Linked DNA regions of Danio rerio: region 2 is linked to region 1. The links are chromatin contacts, called in public Micro-C maps. All regions are on one chromosome and are shown on one strand. Each heading gives the region's core, a stretch centred on a gene start, on an enhancer-like site or on the middle of the called end of the contact. The rest is flanking DNA. Distances are from core to core; before and after follow the strand shown.

Region 1 (4,617 bases), core at 922-3,421:
GCTGTGTAGGTTTTTTAAGATCTCAAATTATTCTTGTGAGTGCCATTCATGCCTGCTGTTCTAGTATAAATCCACCAGAGGCCACTGTCAAGCACTGTTTGAATGACTGACGGACTGACTGACCGATCGACTGATCCACCCTCCCCCTTCCCTCAACCTAACCAATAGTATTTTAAAAAGCACAGATTGACCTGTCCACCCACTTCCCTAAACCCAACTGACAAACTTAAAAAGCAATTTAGAAAAAGAAAAGCCCTCGCCTGATTTTTACCATGTTTTACCACATTCTCACCTTCTTATTTACTTGTTTATTTTATTTTTTGTCTTCTTTTTTTTTTTGTCTGTTTTGACACTGATTGGAGGCGTTGGCTAAAGGCCACAGGCTGAGTGCCTTAATGTCCCACTAGTGATGATATAGAGTACACTGTCGCACTGCTACATGTGTGAAATTGAGTTTATACAACAGTTCGACAGCATAATCATCTATAGAAAAAAGAAAATCAAACACAAAGAGTCCTAAACCCTTTTGTATTAGGAACTACTTTCTTCTGCCATTTATTCACATCTGCAGCTGCTGACGTCAGAACAGCAGAAGCCATTGCTACTTCACAAACGTCACTTTAGAGCTAATGTTTGAATCATTCTCTAGCGAAAAATATCTAAAGTGATGACAAAACAGGTGATTTTGCTGACATTTTAAGATTATAAGTCTGAACAGCATATATATACACTACATATATATGGTATGAATACAGCACTACAATATACAAGAGAGAGAGACCGACTTAGAAAGTCAATTACCTGTTTAATATTGATTTGATCAGCTGTAGTTTTGCTCTGTATTTTTTCTCCATTAAGGGCTTATTATGCTTTCTCTGTTGCCATCTTGTGGACAGACAACATCAACTGTCTTTGCTCAGTATTGACAGGCGACACGCTATCTTTCAGAAATTACTAATATTTTAAAATAGGCACTATCCTTATAAATAAACTGCATAGCTGCAATCTAAACAACTACATTCTTAAATAAAAGAACCTCAAAAGTATATTCTGTTGCCCAACTGCACCAATATTTGTCAAACTGTAGTGTGTCCTCTGCTTGAAGATGTATGTGGACGGAGTAATAGACAAGGGGGAAGGGTGAGGAGGCGGTACAAGTGCTGTTATTGGCAGGATATTGCACAGCTATCAGCTACTCAGATTCAACAACCAGACAGAACTGTTGTGTATATACAGTATAAGTCAGAATTATTAGCCCCTCTAAATTATTAGCCCTCCTGTTTATTTTTTCCCCAATTTCTGTTTTACGGATTTACGGAGAGAAGACTTTTTCAACACATTTCTAAACATTATAGTTTTAATAACTCATCTCTAATAACTTATTTATTTTATCTTTGCCATGATGACAGTAAATAATATTTGCCTGGATATTTTTAAAGACACTTCTACACAGCTTAAAGTGACATTTAAAAGCTTAACTAGGTTAATTAGGTTAACTAGGCAGGTTAGGATAATTAAGTTATTGTATAATGATGGCTTGTTTTGTAGACTATCGAAAAAAAAAGTTAGCTTAAAGGGGCTAATAATTTTGACCTTAAAATTTAAAAAAAAATTAAAAACAGTTTTTTTCCCAGTCGAAATAAAACAAACAAAACTTTCTCCAGAAGAAAAAAATGTTATCAGACATACTGTGAAATTTTCCTCTGTTAAACATCATTTGGGAAATATAAAAATAAGGAATAAAAAAGTCAATAGGGGGGCTGATAATCCTGACTTCAACTGCATATAGTCAAGCCCAAAATTATGCCAGATACTGTAGGTACACCTTTCTACTACCGGGTTTCACCTTTTGTCTTCAGAACTACAAAACTGAACTACAAAAAAGTACTTGTCAATGTTTTAAAATCATGAGGTGTAATTTTCAGGATGAAAGGACTGTAAGAGCATCAGTTTAAGAGTAAGAATATGACTTTTTTCTTCTCATCTGCCAATCAGTCTGTGTTGTCCATGCAGCTGGGAGCAGAATTCCCTCACAGATTACAACCTGACATCTCCGGACACACACAAAAAGTCTGAGTGAGTATGCGTGTCTGTCCCAGGGGACTTCTTAACGCTTCAACATGACTCAGCCTGCCCTACTGATGAAGCACAAAAGATCCTGTTTTCCCGTGCATTTCCTGTGCAGCTCACACAACGCCTGTCAGCTATCAAAGTGAAGTGCTGTGAGTAAGGAGTGACTCAACCATACGCAGACCCTCATTACATCCAAATCTTTAGAGACCCATCGACCCCCCCCCCCCCCCCCCCCCCCCCAGACCTGGACTTTTCACACCGTTCTACTATAACAGATTTCCTTTCTTTCACTGTCAAACAAGACTATTGTCTGTTTAAAAAAATACAGTGAGAACAAAAAAAGATACCAAAAGAGAAAATGTCATTATTAAGTTACATTTAGTTTGTTCAACATTATTGTAAAAATTAAGAGACTACTGTACTTCATAGGGCTGATTACCTTTGGATTTAGTTATGTGTTTGAGTAAAATGTAAGCTTTTGTTTGATTCTGAAAACTACTGTTGGTATTTTCTCAAATGTTACGTTGAAATTTTGACATTCTGGGGCCTCATGTATCAACGCTGCGTACGCACAAAAACTTTGCATACGCCAGGTTTCACGGTCAGAATCGCTCACGTTTGGATTTACTAACGATGAATTGAACGTGGGAATGTGCGCAGCTCCACGCCAGCTTTATGGCTGGTGTACGCACATTTTTTGTGCGTGTCTGTTTTATTTCCATTGGTGACTCCTAAAGGCAGTTGTGTTCAATTGCACTCTATAAAGTGTCTTTGAGCCTTGCAATGGCAGCTGTATGAGATGGATTCATCTAGCAGGTATATAAGATTTCCATACCATACAGTTGACCAAACAAACATTAAAGCGCAATTTGCAGCGGTCGCCTGTTTCCTCATTGTAATGGGAGCGATCTACCGCATGCACATTGCTATAAAGGCACCACCTGAAGAGGAATTTGCATGCGTGAATCAGAAACATTTCCATTCAATAAATGTGCAAATAAAATATGATGCACACACTTATTAATGATTCCTACTTGTCTTTCTCGTGATAAATAGTAGACACAATCTGATATGTAGCTGGGAAAAAAGAAGAAAGAGTTCATCAGACGCTGGATTCGAATCGAGTTCATGCTTGAACGTGTCAAAACATATTAACATGAGTTTAATGAGCTGCGCCACTGAGACTGTTAAGGGTACTACAACATTTTACACCTATAAACCACACTATTTCTCTTTTAACTCCACAGTGCGATGTTCAGACCCAACTGTGTTAACCGCATCAGCTAAACTCTCCCCACTCTATTTTTTTCATTTGTTGTTAATTCCGGAGGACAAATTTGCAAATAACACCGTTTTCCTTCGGTCTACCTCTGAAAGCAGCACCTCCAATTCACATACTCTTCAAAGTTTCTCTTCTTGCTTGCTTTTGCCATTGCTTTTTCGTTGGGTTTTGCCAAAGTAGAGTCATTAGCATATTCATACGGGGGCGGAGGCAGGGAGGGGTTTTGTGCTCGTGCATGTTGCGCTCAGATCACGTTCATTCGGATGTACAAAAGAATATGTGTGGGATTCGGCGTACACAATGTTTCATACATCTGAATTTTTTTCTGCGTACGCACATTTACAGCTTTGTGCGTACGCAATGTTTCAGTATGATTTCCACGCAAGTCTTCGTACATGAGGCCCCTGGGCTTTTCCACAAAAAAAAAAAAGGGGCTCTGTTTTCAGATGTTTATAGGCTCATTCTGAAATGTACCCCGTATACATTTCTGTAGAGCACCAAATATATGCCTGGAGCTACGTTTTATGCAGTTTTTCTTTTTTCGAATCCTGTAGAGGCCGCTGTGTGTGCTTTTTGAGATCTTAAATTTCTCTTGCGAGTGCCATTCACCCCTGCATATTTGCATAAATTCACCAGAGGCTGCTGTTGACTGATTGATCGAGTGACTGACAAAGCAACAAATAACCCCCCCCCCCCTTCCTAAACCCAACCAATAGTGTTTTAAAAAAACACAGATTGACCAGCACGCACCACCTTCCCTAAACCCAACCATGCTTTGAAAAGCAATCCAAAAAAGAAAAGCCCCCTAATTTTTACCACATTCTTACCCTGTCATTTAATCCACACAGGCTCATTCTGAAAACGTAGCACTATATACATTTGGAGACCGCAAATTATCGTAGCTTCCTGTTCATGTGGACTTTAAATGAAATTAGTTCATGTTAGTTTATGTTAACTCACAGTGCATTAACTCAGTGGTTACCAAAGTGAGGGTTAGTGATTTAGAAAAAAAAAATTATTAAACTATTTGAATGAGTATATTTGCATATGAGCATATGAAGATAAAAAAGCAGTTAATAGTTAAAAAAAAAAAAAAAAAAACATTTTTTTTTCCATTGGATTGAGACCCCTGGTCTCATTGCGTTAGATTAAAGACAGGGTCAGATGTAGCATATTGATTTCATGGCACCTTGTACACTCATGTACATTCAAATTAAATACAGGCGCAAATGAACATGGAGGATGATCTCCGAATGGTGTCC
Region 2 (4,617 bases), core at 1,565-4,064, 130 kb before region 1:
AATTGGTACGCCACACCCTACCCCAGTATTGTTGTTGACCATGTCCATCTCTTTATGACTACAGTGTACCCATCTTCTGATGGCTACTTCCAGCAGGATAACGCGCCTTGTCATAAAGCGCGAATCATCTCAGACTGGTTTTTTTAACATGACAATGAGTTCACTGTACTCAAATGGCCTCCACAGTCACCAGATCTCCATCCAATAGAGCACGTTTGGGATCTGGTGGAATGGGCCCAGTACTAGTAAGGTGTTCCTAATAAAGTGGCCGGTAAATGTATATAAAGACCACAAAACCGTAAGTGTCATATTTTTTGGGGAAATAGAGAACAAACATCACAGCAAAGTGCAATAAATAATCTGTCTATTGATATAGTAGGTTAGGACCACAAAAAATTTGGGCAAAATGCAACTATAAGGTTTTGATATAATTACAAAAACTAGGTTATTTAAAAAATATATTAATGGAACATAAACTTTATATTTTAATTATTTTTGGCATTAAAAAAATAACTAAATTTGACACGCAATGTATTCTTAGCTACTGCCAAAAATATACACATGCAACATTAGACTGGTTTTGTTGTCAGGGTCACATGCAGTACTGTATAGATTCAATAATCATAAGAAATCCATTTACTAACTAAATTCCCTGAATTAATAAATAATTAGCAAAGTTTTATTCCCTCACTGAAACCTTTTAATGTTGTATGAATCTCTTCCAAGCCAAACTGAACCCAAATGCATTATAAGAGCTAGAGAAGCAAGCAAAGTCACAACACCCCCAGAGTCTCTGCAAACACACACAGATCATAAAAAGCTCTGAGCTGCTGTGACCACTGAGGCAGCGAGTGTGTGTTTCCGCACTAATGAGCCCTGCTTCTGGTGTCACCCTGCCCTGATATAAACAGACATGAATATGACATCCGCTGTGTCAAAAGCTTGATTTTGCCAGGTGACTGTTGCAGGAGGAAACTCGGCGTGAAACACAGAGTCCCCTTGGGTGCCACCGTGACCTTCTCTAACCATACACACACACACACACACACAGCTGCTGCTCCTCTTCATACACTGGTATTTGCATACAGTTCTGCTCGACCACCCACCGTCCTCCACTTCCTTCTGTTTGTTTAGCCCCATCCATCCAGCTCTTCAAAAAAGCCCATCTAAAAGCATCTAGCTGAAAGTTTTATTGTGTGAACTGTATCTAATGAAGGGGCTATAGAGGTATGAAATCTCAAATGTGATGACCCACTGCCTGAAATTGAACAATTTAACTATCTTACATATGTAAAAACCACTTTGTACTGTATAAGAAAATATGCGATAGTTTAAAGATTAAATAAAAAATATTTATTTCACACTAACACTGTACCTAAATTATTATTTAAATTATCATCTAGAACAACTTTTTATTTAATTAAATGTTATGCAAACTTTAAAATGTATTTGAATTAAAACATTACTCCAAAAACAACTTTTTTTAAATAAAAAACTTAATACTTGGTTAAATGTATTTAATTTATTTACTTATATATACACACTGTATGTACAATCACCGGCCACTTTATTAGGTACAACTTTATTAGGTCCAACAACTCGTTAACTCAAATTTCTAATCAGCCAATCACATTAAAACAACTCAATGCATTTAGGCATGTAGACATGGTCAGGACGATCTGCTGCAGTTCAAACTGAGCATCAGTATGGGGAAGAAAGGTGATTTACGCGACTTTGATTGTGGCATGTTTCCCAAAGATGGGTTGCGGCTGGAAGGGCATCCGCTGCATAAAAACGTGCTGGATAAGTTGGTAGTTCATTCTACTGTGGCGACCCCGGATTAATAAAGGGACTAAGCTGACAAGAAAATGAATGAATGAATGAATGAATGTGACATGGTTGTTGGTGCCAGACGGGCTGGTGAGTATTTCAGAAACTGCTGAACTAGTGGGATTTTCTTGTACAACCATCTCAAGGATTTACATAGAATGACATATCATTAAGTGCCAATCATCCTAGACTGGTTTCTTGAAAATGACAATGAGTTCACTGTACTCATATGGCCTCCACACTCACCAGTTCTCAATCCAATACCTTTATGTTGTGGTGGAACGGGACATTCATGGATGTGCGGCCGACAAATCTGCAGCAACTGTGTGATGTCAATATGGACCAAAATCTCTGAGGATTATTTCTAGTCCCTTGTTGAATCTATGTTGAATCTGAAGGCAAAAGGGGGTCCAACTCGGTATTAGTAAGGTGTACCTAATAAAGTGGCCAGTGAGTGTATATTTCCTATTTGTTATAATTTACAAAATACTGTCCATTTTATGCAAACATGTATGCACCACTTATCTAAAGCAATACTGTAGCTCTTCTTCTAGCTGCAAATCAACTGGGGGACTCCTTTCCCATAAAGTTGCGCATTTTATGGCCTGGCTATTATCTGGCTGTTGTGTTAAATGACTCTAACCAGTGTGTAATCGCGCCTGCCGTCTGGCTCTGGAACTCTGTGTTGTTTTTCGGCACAGATGCGATGCTGTTTCTCTAATCAGCTAATCCAAACAGACTGGATTTAACTACCACTGTCTCCCTGCGGCACCTTGGCGTACCAGTACAGGCTGCCAACGCAAAAGGTCAGGAGTTCATTTCCCAGTTACGTTGATCTTACATCCGAAAAAACTAAAACCTCTGCTAAATGACAAACAAGGGGTTTTGCGAGTGCTGATGCGCAGACAAAGAGCCTCCTGTAATAAGCGAACATCTCCGCCTTGCCTACTTTCCCAAGCAAAGCGGGGTAGTCTGCCAGACTGGAGAAAAACAGCTGGCTGGCCCATAACAGATGGTATGTCTATTACAGCCGTACACACACACACACAGACGCAGACTAGTCTGTACCTGCCAGGTTTGTTGATGTACTTCTGCAGACGTGCCTTCACTTCATCATATGTCAGGAAGGCCATGTAGCCTGGATGTGTGACTGCTAGGAAGTTCCAGTTTCTCAGGATCGAGCCCCATGGCTATAAGGTAAAGGTGAGAAACAGAGATAGAGTTAGTGGGGTTATGAAGTAAATAATGACAAATTATTTTAAAAGCAAATAGCTCTGAAAAAGAAGTGTGGCTGGATTGTGTTGTGCATGGTTCGTTTTTAACATTGGAGACCTCCTGGATCAGCAGTTGGCAAGAAGAGCTGCAGTCCTACAGAGTTTTGATCCAGTCTTTACTCATCTACCTGTTGCTTTCTAGTAACACTCAGACATTGATTAACTTGTTCATGTGTGTATGGTCAGGGTTAAAACTATGCAGGACTGTAACTTTCCCACCCCTAGATGATGAAATAATCTCATAATAACACATAAAACTATTATGCAAAAAAATGCTGTAAAATGTACAGTATTACTGGCATTTACTAGTAAAATTTACTAGTGCACTGTAAATTAACAATTACATTTTTGTTGTAGTTTTACAGCACAATTGTAATTATTAATTTACAGTGCACTTGTAAATTTTACAGTATTACTAGCTATTTTTCACAGTATTACTTGCTATTTTTCACAGTATTACTTGCTAAATTTACAGTATTACTTGCTAAATTTACAGTATAACTTGCTAAATTTACAGTATTACTTGCTAAATTTACAGTATAACTTGCTAAATTTACAGTATCACTGGCTAAATTTACAGTATTACATGCTAAATTTACAGTATCATTGGCTAAATTTACAGTATCACAGGCTAAATTTACAGTATTACTGGCTAAATTTACAGTATTACTGGCAAAATTTACAAGCGCACTGTAAATTAGCAATTACAACTATGCTTTGGTTTTACAGTATGCTTGTAAATTTGACAGAATTACTGGCAACCAAACATTAAAAGCATTTTTTTTACAGTGTAGGCTTAGTTGGACACACAACAACACTAAGTGATACTTTAACTGCTGAAAGTAAACTCATTTAAAATACAAATTTATACTCAAAATCCATGAGTGTTACTGTGGGTTATTAGAAGACTTTTGAACTTTTATAAAAGATTATTTTGAAAACAATGTCGACGTACCCTAATGGTCTCAAACTCAATTCCTGGAGGGCCGCAGCTCTGCATAAGTTAGTTCCAACCACCTCCAACTCACACCTGCTTAATTGACTCCAGTAGTGTTGAACACCTTGATTAGTTAGATCAGCTGTGTTTGATTAGGTTGAAGCAGCAAAACTGTACAGAGTTGCGGCCCTTCAGGAATTGAGTTTGAGACCTATGGTTTTCCTCAAAGTTAAAAATGTATATATATATATATATATATATATATATATATATATATATATATATATATATATATATATATATATATATATATATATATATATATAAAACATTTTTGGTGTTAAATAATAACACATTTATTCTGTTATGGCTATTTTAACATCTTATGTAATTTTGAAACTGATAAAGGTATGAAAAAGATAGGTGAACAGTTTGTACACACACCACTCTTCGTAAAGGCTTGTGTTTTTGTGTCTAAATATGAGTTTCCTTTTTGTAAACATGTTTTTTTATGTCTTTATGATAATAATTCCAAAGAAATGTACTTAAATGCTGAAGTCATGTTTTAATTAATAT

What was found. A called contact is a pair of places that touch in the nucleus more often than the background predicts.
Region 2: a contact with region 1 is called in a Micro-C map of caudal fin, with 2.4 times the contacts expected there. The contact joins two enhancer-like sites. A contact is called at or near these places in 1 of 18 Hi-C or Micro-C datasets (caudal fin) and 1 of 4 datasets of contacts at active chromatin or transcription factors (caudal fin).

What each region holds. Positions count from the first base shown.
Region 1 is chr10:33,463,160-33,467,776 of GRCz12tu, reverse strand. No RefSeq gene overlaps it. Among named protein-coding and RNA genes, the nearest start is that of bbx, 22 kb to the right of the region's middle. Within about 2 kb of position 2,171, at least 22 of the 62 cell types and tissues checked have an H3K27ac peak or open chromatin away from gene starts, as enhancers often do. A contact at or near this core is called in caudal fin, where this site is marked.
Region 2 is chr10:33,594,023-33,598,639 of GRCz12tu, reverse strand. cblb (Cbl proto-oncogene B, E3 ubiquitin protein ligase) reads right to left here. Exons shown (of 19, transcript XM_073914915.1): 6 at 2,899-3,020. Among named protein-coding and RNA genes, the nearest start is that of cblb, 88 kb to the right of the region's middle. Within about 2 kb of position 2,814, at least 6 of the 62 cell types and tissues checked have an H3K27ac peak or open chromatin away from gene starts, as enhancers often do. A contact at or near this core is called in caudal fin, where this site is marked.